Regions from separate parts of the Sus scrofa genome. Here region 2 is linked to region 1. A link is a contact called in public HiChIP or PLAC-seq data. All regions are on one chromosome and are shown on one strand. Each heading gives the region's core, a stretch centred on a gene start, on an enhancer-like site or on the middle of the called end of the contact. The rest is flanking DNA. Distances are from core to core; before and after follow the strand shown. Region 1 overlaps TLN2 (talin-2). Region 2 overlaps TLN2 (talin-2).

The links. HiChIP or PLAC-seq counts read pairs in DNA pulled down with a chosen protein or histone mark.
Region 2: an H3K27ac HiChIP or PLAC-seq map of skeletal muscle shows a contact between it and region 1. The contact joins two enhancer-like sites. A contact is called at or near these places in 1 of 5 promoter capture datasets (liver), 5 of 47 Hi-C or Micro-C datasets (liver and skeletal muscle) and 1 of 2 datasets of contacts at active chromatin or transcription factors (skeletal muscle).

Annotation. Positions count from the first base shown.
Region 1 is chr1:109,513,109-109,517,396 of Sscrofa11.1, reverse strand. All of the region lies in intron 2 of TLN2 (talin-2), which reads left to right. Among named protein-coding and RNA genes, the nearest start is that of TLN2, 170 kb to the left of the region's middle. Within about 2 kb of position 2,301, at least 8 of the 83 cell types and tissues checked have an H3K27ac peak or open chromatin away from gene starts, as enhancers often do. A contact at or near this core is called in skeletal muscle, where this site is marked.
Region 2 is chr1:109,624,822-109,629,448 of Sscrofa11.1, reverse strand. The region is part of intron 1 of TLN2 (talin-2); the gene reads left to right. Among named protein-coding and RNA genes, the nearest start is that of TLN2, 54 kb to the left of the region's middle. Within about 2 kb of position 1,283, at least 19 of the 83 cell types and tissues checked have an H3K27ac peak or open chromatin away from gene starts, as enhancers often do. A contact at or near this core is called in skeletal muscle, where this site is marked.

The DNA.
Region 1 (4,288 bases), core at 1,052-3,551:
CAGACGTGGCTCGACTCTGGCGTAGGCCGGCAGCTGTAGCTCTGATTAGACCCCTAGCCTGGGAACTTCCATATGCCACGGGTGCGGCCCTGAAAAAAAAAAATAAATAAAAAATAGAAGAGGGAGGAGTTCCCGTCGTGGCACAGTGGTTAACGCATCCGACTAGGAACCATGAGGTTGCGGGTTCGGTCCCTGCCCTTGCTCAGTGGGTTAACGATCCGGCGTTGCCGTGAGCTGTGGTGTAGGTTGCAGATGTGGCTCTGATCCTGCGTTGCTGTGGTTCTGGCGTAGGCCGGTGGCTACAGCTCCGATTCAACCCCTAGCCTGGGAACCTCCATATGCCGCGGGGAGCGGCCTAAGAAATAGCAACAACAACAACAACAACAACAACAACAATAACAACAACAACAAAAAGACAAAAAAAAAAAAATAGAAGAGGGAAATCCTGCCATTTGCAACAGTGTGGATCGGTGGGCCTTGAAGGTATTCTGCTGAGTAAAACTGGAGAGGGGGAGAAGGATAAATACTATTCGATATTGCTTATGTGGAATCTGAAAAAGTGGAACTCATAAAAAGTCAAATGGTGGGTATCAGGGACTGGCAGGTGGGAGAAATGGGAAGATGTTGGTCGAAGGGTCAGAGGGTGCATACTTTCAGTTACAAGGTAAGTCCGTCTTCGGGATCTGATGTACAACATGGTGAATATAGTCAGTACTATATTACATACCTGGAAGTTGGAAAAATAATGTTCCTTGTTTCTGCAGACCTTGAAGAATATTTTGGGAGGGTCTTAGTACCTGTAATAGATGTGCACAGGGTGGTCCAAGGCCAGCTCTGAACCTCTTGCCTGGTTCCTTTGACCTCCTCGAGCTCAGAGTGCCCCTTTCTCTACACTCGCAGGACTGGTAGTCTGTGCCTCCTGTGGGACATCTCTATCCTCAGCCATCTTTTCATGGGTCATTCCAAAAGATTCTACATCATGCTAACCGAAAAGGAAGGAGTGAGGTTTATCAGGTCTTTCTAGAACAGCTTGTCATCAGATGCCTGGGAAAAAAAGCCCACAGTGTGGACAGGAAGGATCCTATCTTTCTGAAAAGGATAGACATGAGTTCCATAGCCTTGCAAAGATTCTAGGCTCTGATCTGCTTTGGGACATTTTTCATTTACTAGAGCAACCATTCCTAACTGATATGCCACCCAGCCATCCTACACATTGTCTTTTCGCCTTCCACCCTCTGATTGGCTCCTCTTCTGGGGAGAAAAACCTTTTCAAAACAAGTTTGAGTAGAGTTACGAAAAAAAAAATCACTGTGCTCTTTGCACGGTGACTTGTAATGGAACCAAAGAAACGGTTTCATGGTAAGTTAGCTTTGTTCTGGTTTGCCTTGTTGCTTTTCAGGGCAACATAGTCATGGCATCAATAGCCTAAGTCAATGAACATTTGGGGGTGACCCCAAGGAACAGTTTGATATGTGTATTATGATTTTTCTTCTATTGACAAAGGGAATGAAAAATAGGGAATGAAAAACAGTACATTTCTTTGCTTTTTTTTCATAAATTGCATGTTGTGATAATGATTAAGGCATTGGGGGGCAAGTCAACCTTCTGTAGACTAGGAAAGAAATAGTGGGGAAAAGGTAGGTTAATAAGGTAGGAAATATTTCCAGTGAGGAAACCCCATTTTAACCCTGCATCTGCATGGTATATCGTATCCATGTGTATAGATGTGTTATTTACCAAGTTTTCCAGGCATAGCAGAGGCTGAAAATCTTTGATAAATTTGCATATCCTTATATGCTCATCTAAATCAATGAGGAACAATTGTTCTTGGACAGAGGCCTGAACTTCATACCACTCTGCATGCACTGGTGACCCTGTGCAAGCCTAGCCTGGGTGGCGTGTGTTGACAGTACCTTGTTCCAACTGGGCACTTGATAAATAATATAAATAAATAAATGGGTACCCAGAATAGCAGCTCGAAGCCGAGGATGTTTGTGTCCCAGACTAATCCTGTCAGTTCTTTGAACATGCTTTGGAAAGAGCACCAGGGCAGGACCTGGCTATCTCTGTGAGTCACAGGTCTTTGGATGTTTCCTTTCTGTATTCTGCTGGTTCTGTGAGGTAGTAGAACCAGGCATGTAGGACTTCAGGTCAGGCTGGAACATTCTGAAGGACTGGAAACTTGATGAGAGGGGAATAGTCCTTTTGCTTCTTAAGGCAAGAGCAGGTCCTCTGATAGGAGTGTGGCTGGTCTGTTTGGCAGATGTTGTGGGGAGGGAAATAGGCACTGACTTCAGCCTCCTGCATCTGTGAAGGGGCTCTCATGACCTGCTGGTGACAAAGAAAAGCAGTTGCTGAAAACCACATGGCTTTACTGACAGAGATTCTTGATGGGGACTTCCCCTTTAGCACAAAGCCAGAGAGTTGAGTTGGGACATGGCTGATCTGCCTCTGCTGAATTCAGGGAATGGATTTAAAAGTGTGGACAGAGATTTTTGTAGTGATGATTGGTTGTTGTTTTCCTCTTAATGAAACAACAGCTGTTGGATTCAACCTTCTGTTTTTGCCATGTTAATTTTGGTTATTACATGTTTCATTCCACAGTTGTGAACTTGTGAGACGTTTTTGAAAGGAGAAGCAGAAAATGTGGTGTTCCAGACTTGCTTTTCAGGAGGCAGGTTTCCTAACTTCCCTTTGTTCTGAGGTTTACTCTTTCTGTCCAGTCCCAGGAACAGGAGAGAAGGCCCTTCTTAGCATACAGATCCAGCGAGGGTCTAGGCCAGCGATGATGGTTCACCAAGCCATCTCGGTACAATGGACAGTGCAGGTAGAAAGGCAAAACCAGGTTGGTTACTGGCTACAGAGCCAAGACAGGGCCCATTAGAACAGGAAGCACTTTGAGATCCATCTCCAGTAGCCACGTGGCTGACAATAAAGTACAATTTTGGAAGCATTTATAGACTTGAGCAACTAGTAGAACTAAATTCCTTGTGGTAATTATTGTGATATGCAGAGACTATGAAAGACATGGAATGTTTCAGTTGATAAGCCTTTGATCTGTAATATTGCATTTCATTTACTGGCACCTGCAGACAATCTGGGAACCTCTTCAGAACCCATTTAAAACCCAAGAAGAGAAAGCAGTGTTAATTGGGGGAGAAAGAGGATGAAGCAACAGTATTGAACAGATAACTCTGTCCATTGATCAAAGAAATTGCTGGTCTCTAGGAGAGGAGGGTTAACTGTTTACTAAGCTCTCAATCATTGTAGGTATATACACATTGGAAAGATATTGCTTTACTCTCAAGTTCATTTATAGTGGTGGTATAAATTTTGTCAGACAACCCCTCTATTTCTGTAACCTGTTGAAAACATGTTCAGATGCTATTAATATAGACCACAAATGGGACATCAAAATCCTTGGGCAGGTAGGAGACCTGACATGCCACACACCAAAGGGTTGACCATGAGTGGCCAGGATAACATCAATCCAATAGCTATATCAGCATCTTTGCTGCTTGCATATGAACACGCAAAGGTTCTCATGTTCTTGTTGCCATCTTCAATGGAAATGGGTCCTGACATCATTCTTCAACTTTACTCATTATTTCCCAATTATCTCTGTGGTGGGGAGAAATCAAATCTCAGGCTCTGTTTATTTCATGTCCCTCCTTAAAATCTTACAGATGTATGGTGCTCTACAGGGACTTGGGCCTGCAAGCATGAAAGGGGATGTAAAAAGCTTGGGAGGTGATTGGAGCCTATTGTTCTGTGAATGCCGTGGCCTGTGCTTTCCTGTTTTCTACTCTGGTGTTGCCCTTAGGATGATTTTATACAGATGTTTGCGAAAGTCGGGGACTTTACTTTTTCAACCTCAGAGTTAGTCTGCACCTTCCCTGGAAGGACTTCAGTGATCTGCATATGGGAGGGCAGCCTGATGAATTTCTGATCTTCCTCCAGTTGTTGCTGCCAGTCTGGTTGTGAAATGTGCCAGGACCATGGCCAACTGTGTAATGTTGAAATCTGTTGCATCTGAAATGCCTTTCTATCTTGTACATTGCCTTGTGAAATAAGAAGGTATGACTGGCAGGGAGCAGGAGGTTTAAATCACATTTTGAATTTGCCTAAAGAGATTTATTGTCTTGTGTCACCAGAAGACATTGTGCAAAGGGCTGTTTAGAAGGTTGCAGAAGTATATAGAGAGCTTGATTTCCAGTCTGAGACTCTGTGGAAGGATCACAAAAAATACAAGCTTAGGATATGGACTCCAGCCTGAGTCTAGAAGACC
Region 2 (4,627 bases), core at 34-2,533, 110 kb before region 1:
GTGGGACACGTAGGGAGCATCCCCACAATGGGACATGTTGCTCTTTTAGCTCCAGATGGTCAGGTAACAAATTCACTTGTGATTCAGAGTCATTCTGCTGTAATAGTAGCTGGGCTGTGTGTGTGTGTGTGAGTAATTAAATTTTTAAATACTGTGCTTTTATTAGACTTTAAATAAGAGAAAATCTCTAGAAAAGAAGTACAGTAAACATGATGGGAAAATTAATCCTCCACTTGAAGAGAAAATGACTTGGTGTGACAGTGGGAAAAACAAGGCTCAGTCAGTTTTTAAGAGAAGTGTTTGTGAGTTGTGGAGAGCTAGGATTGAATAAATGAATTTGTGAGTGGATTTCTTTTTTCTTTTCTTTTCTTTTTTTTTTTTTTTTTTTTTTGTCTTTTTAGGGCCGCACCCATGGCACATGGAGGTTCCCAGGCTAGGGGTCTAATCAGAGCTATTGCTGCCGGCCTAAGCCAGAGCCACAGCAATGCCAGATCTGTGACCTACACCACAGCTCAGGGCAACGCTGGATCCCTAACCCACTGGGTGAGGACAGGGACTGAACCCCCAACCTCATGGTTCCTAGTCGGATTTGTTTCCACTGCGCCACGACGGGAACTCCATGAGTGGATTTCTTAATCTGTGTACATGAAAATTGGCCTGAGATGTTTGTTTACTTTCTTGCCCCATATTTCTGGAAAACTTGTTTTTTTCAAAGATAAATTTTACTCATTGATCCATTATTTACTGAGCAACTTCTATGTACCATTCAACATGTTTCAGCTACCTTGGTTTGGAAGTATAGAGGGTACCATAATCATGTACCATCTATGTATGAGAATGTGTGAGAGCACTTTCAAAAACATGCAGAAGCATGCTAATGTGTGTTAGGTGTTCTGTATTTGATTCTTTTTACTCTTAAATGTTGGAGAGTTTTAGGTTTTTAGAGTCGAGGGAACTACAGAAGGTGTTTTATGAGCTCTGACTAGGTTGCTGACGACACTAGACGTCCTTTAGTGAATTTGAATACTTATATTTAAGACTACTACTTGGCCATGACTAATTTAAATTCCTTTAGGTTATTCACTGAAATGTATGTTTACAAAATACTTGTGCCTCTTGTGAAACTTGCTGACTCCAGAGATGGCTCACAATTGGCAGGGGACAGAGAAGTGTCTGCACTTTAGCTTACTAAGCGCCAAGGAGAAGCCCTTGCCAGGCAGCATTTTCTTGTCCAGATGTGTTTGACATAATTTCTGAAATAGACTACAGCTTAGGTCACTTGGTTTCTATTTTAGAATTATGCTGAAAGAGGCATTGGGAAACCAGCCCCAAGTAGAGGGGCAGAGGTGGGGAGATGTGTCTCGACCTTAGGGGCCTCCGCCCAAACACCCGGGGGACTTAAATGTCAAGGATAAACAGTGCTTTTTTCTGAGAAAAAGGCTGCAGCTCTGAAAAGGCTCTGGCTGGGCAGTTCATTCAAAGTCTGTCACCTGTAGCTGTCAGCCACAGGGACCCAGGGAACAACCTGGCACAGAAGCCTGAGGCTTTTGCTTTATAACTTCTTGTTTTGTCTTTATTAAATCAACTCCAGGGCTGTGGTCACCCTCTGGCCGACCTTTTCCCGTGGTCCAGAAGGACCGATTCTCCAAGTTCTAAAACCTGCCAGGCCTGCTGAGAACCAGAGGGCAGATTCCCGGTACTGGGTGACTGTTACCAGTTGAGTTCTCTGGGGCATGACCTCTATTTCTAGGCTTGGTGTTAGCACTGTCTTAGGAATTTGAATTTCGTGTTGAAGTTCTCTTGCCTGTGGACTGTGAATGTATGCCCTGCTTGCTTGGGGTCTGTTTGTAGGGTGGATGGTGTGCTCCGCTTTTGGGTCATGTTTGTGCCCCAGGGTCTTTGCTCATCGTGGCTTCGGTACACAAGGGTGCCTGTTGTGGTATAAGCGATATTTTCTCATCATGCCCCTTTTAGTTCTAGCCTGGTTATTTGAAGCTTAGTGACTCGGGTCTCCTGTCTAGTTTCTCTTCCTCCTGAATCAATTGTACTTTAGGGTCATCTGTCTTCCTTCCTTGTTTTTCATACAGTTTTATCTTTGCAAAGGTAAACTTGCCATGAGGGAAAAATTTTAAACCATAGAAAGAGGCATACAATAAAAAGTAAGTTCAGCTCCTGTCCACTAAAACCATGGTCTCTTCTAAAGATGACTGTTCTTAGCAGTGTCTTGTATATTATATTAGAAGTAGTCTGTGTATGCATGAGTATTTATTTATTTATTTTGTCTTTTTTTTTTTTTTCTATTTCTTGGGCCGCTCCTGTGGCGTATGGAGGTTCCCAGGCTAGGGGTCGAATCGGAGCTGTAGCTGCCAGCATACGCCAGAGCCGCAGCAACGTGGGATCCGAGCCGCATGAGGAACTTCCTGCATGAGTATTTATTATTCCTTCTTTTTTCCCTTCATTGCCTTTTCCCATCCCCTACATGAATGGAGTACTCTATATAATTCTATTACCTTACTTAAAAAAATTTACTGGAATTCCCGTTGTGGCGCAGTGGTTAACGAATCTGACTAGGAACCATGAGGTTGCGGGTTTGGTCCCTGCCCTTGCTCAGTGGGTTAACGATCTGGCGTTGCTGTGAGCTGTGGTGTAGGTCACAGACGCGGCGCAGATCCTGTGTTGCTGTGGCTCTGGCGAAGGCCGGTGGCTACAGCTCTGATTCGACCACTAGCCTGGGAACCTCCATATGCCGCGGGAGTGACCCTAGAAATGGCAAAAAGACAAAAAAAAAAAAAAAAAAAAAAAAAAATTACCATTGTAAATCATTTTATATCAGACTATAGAAATGAGCCTCATTGTTGAACAGCTGTATAATGTTCCATTGGATCTACTAATTAGCTTCTTTTCAACTGACATTTAGCTTGTTTTTAGCCTTTGGGTGTTTTTTTTTTTTTTTTTTTTTTTTTTCCCTGCTGTGCCCATGGCATGCAAAAGTTTTTGGACCAGGGATTGAACCATTGCCATAGCAGTGACAGGCACCACAGCAGTGACAAAACCGGATCCTTAACTGACCAAGCCACTAGGAAACTCCATCCAGCTGTCTCTGTTTTACACAACGCTGTTGAGGCCAACGTACACACGCTGACATACAAGCATGAACACTTCTGTGGGATAAATTCCTAGAAGTAAAGAGATTGAGTCAGAGAGTGTGTTCATCTTTAATTTGATATTTGCCAAACTGTCCTCCAAAGGAGTGTCAGTTATCTAATCAGCAGTAGATGATTTTCCTGTTTGCCTGCACCCTTACCAACATAGTGTGTTACCAAACTTATTGGTATTTACCAATCTGCTAAGTAAAAATGGTAGCTCATGTTACTTACTATGTGGATGTTGAACTCTTTTCCAATGCTTAAGTCATTTGTATATTTCTGTCAACTGTCTCATTGAGTTCTTTGCCTCTTTGTTGTGTTGTTATGCTGTTCAATCTCTTATTAAGTTGTATGTGCTTTTTATATAGTGTGGAATTGAGTATTCTGTTATACTATGCAAATATTTCCCCCGTTTGACCTTGTTAGCTTTTTCCCTGCAGAAAATTTAATTTTTATGTGTAGTCAAATTTACTTCTTTTGTGACTTTTTGAGTTTTGTATCATGTTTTGATGCTACAATTTTTGTCTGCCTTTACAATGTAGAAGGCTTCTTGTGCCTAATTGTTTCAGACTTTGACAATACACACCTCACTCCTGACTTTCCATCCCCCTCTGCATCACAAATCTTCTAAACTCCTGTTGGACCTTCAGTTTTTTTATTTTTTGTCGTCTTGCCTTTTCTAGGTCCTTTCCTGCGGCACATGGAGGTTCCCAGGCTAGGGGTCCAACCTGAGTGCAGCCACCAGCCTACATTACAGCCATAGCAACTCGGGATCCGAGCTGCGTCTGTGACCTACACCACAGCCCACGGCAATGCCAGATCCTTAACCCACTGAGCAAGGCCAGGGACCAACCCACAACCTCGCAGTTCCTAGTTGGATTCATTAACCACTGTGCCACAACAGGAACTCCTGGACCATCAGTTTTAATTCAGTTGTTTGCCTTATTGTTTCTCTATGCATTGATCTGTCGATTCATTGAATATTGTCTGATGGTTCTGAGTCCCAAGCTGTGTGTTGGGGACACTGGGTAAACACAGCAGGCATTTGCCCTGTCCTCACTCAACTAGTTGAAAGCATAGCTGGGACGCGAGATTCACTCCAAGAGTCACTGAAATCGAGATGAGTGCTGATGGGAGGATTGGGAGTCCTGCCCTGATCTTGGGGGTGAAGGAGTGGTCACTGAGGATGTTCAGGGAGGCTTTGTTGAGAGCATATGTTGGAGTGGAAACCTTTGTCTTGAGTGGATGTCAATGCAGTGTGCCTTCCAAATCATGGAAGCTACAGGCAAGGCCCTGGGGTGGGAAGGGGCTTTATTGTGTTTGAGAAACCAGAGAAGGCTGGTGTGGTTGGAGCAAGCAAGCCCCTGAAAGCAGGCTTGAGGGGCCTGGAGGAGCTTGGTTGTGGCGGGAGGGTCTCTTGGGCTAAGTTATGGATTTGGTCATTTGCTCCACAGTTTTTTGGTTCTGTAATTTCTCTTTGA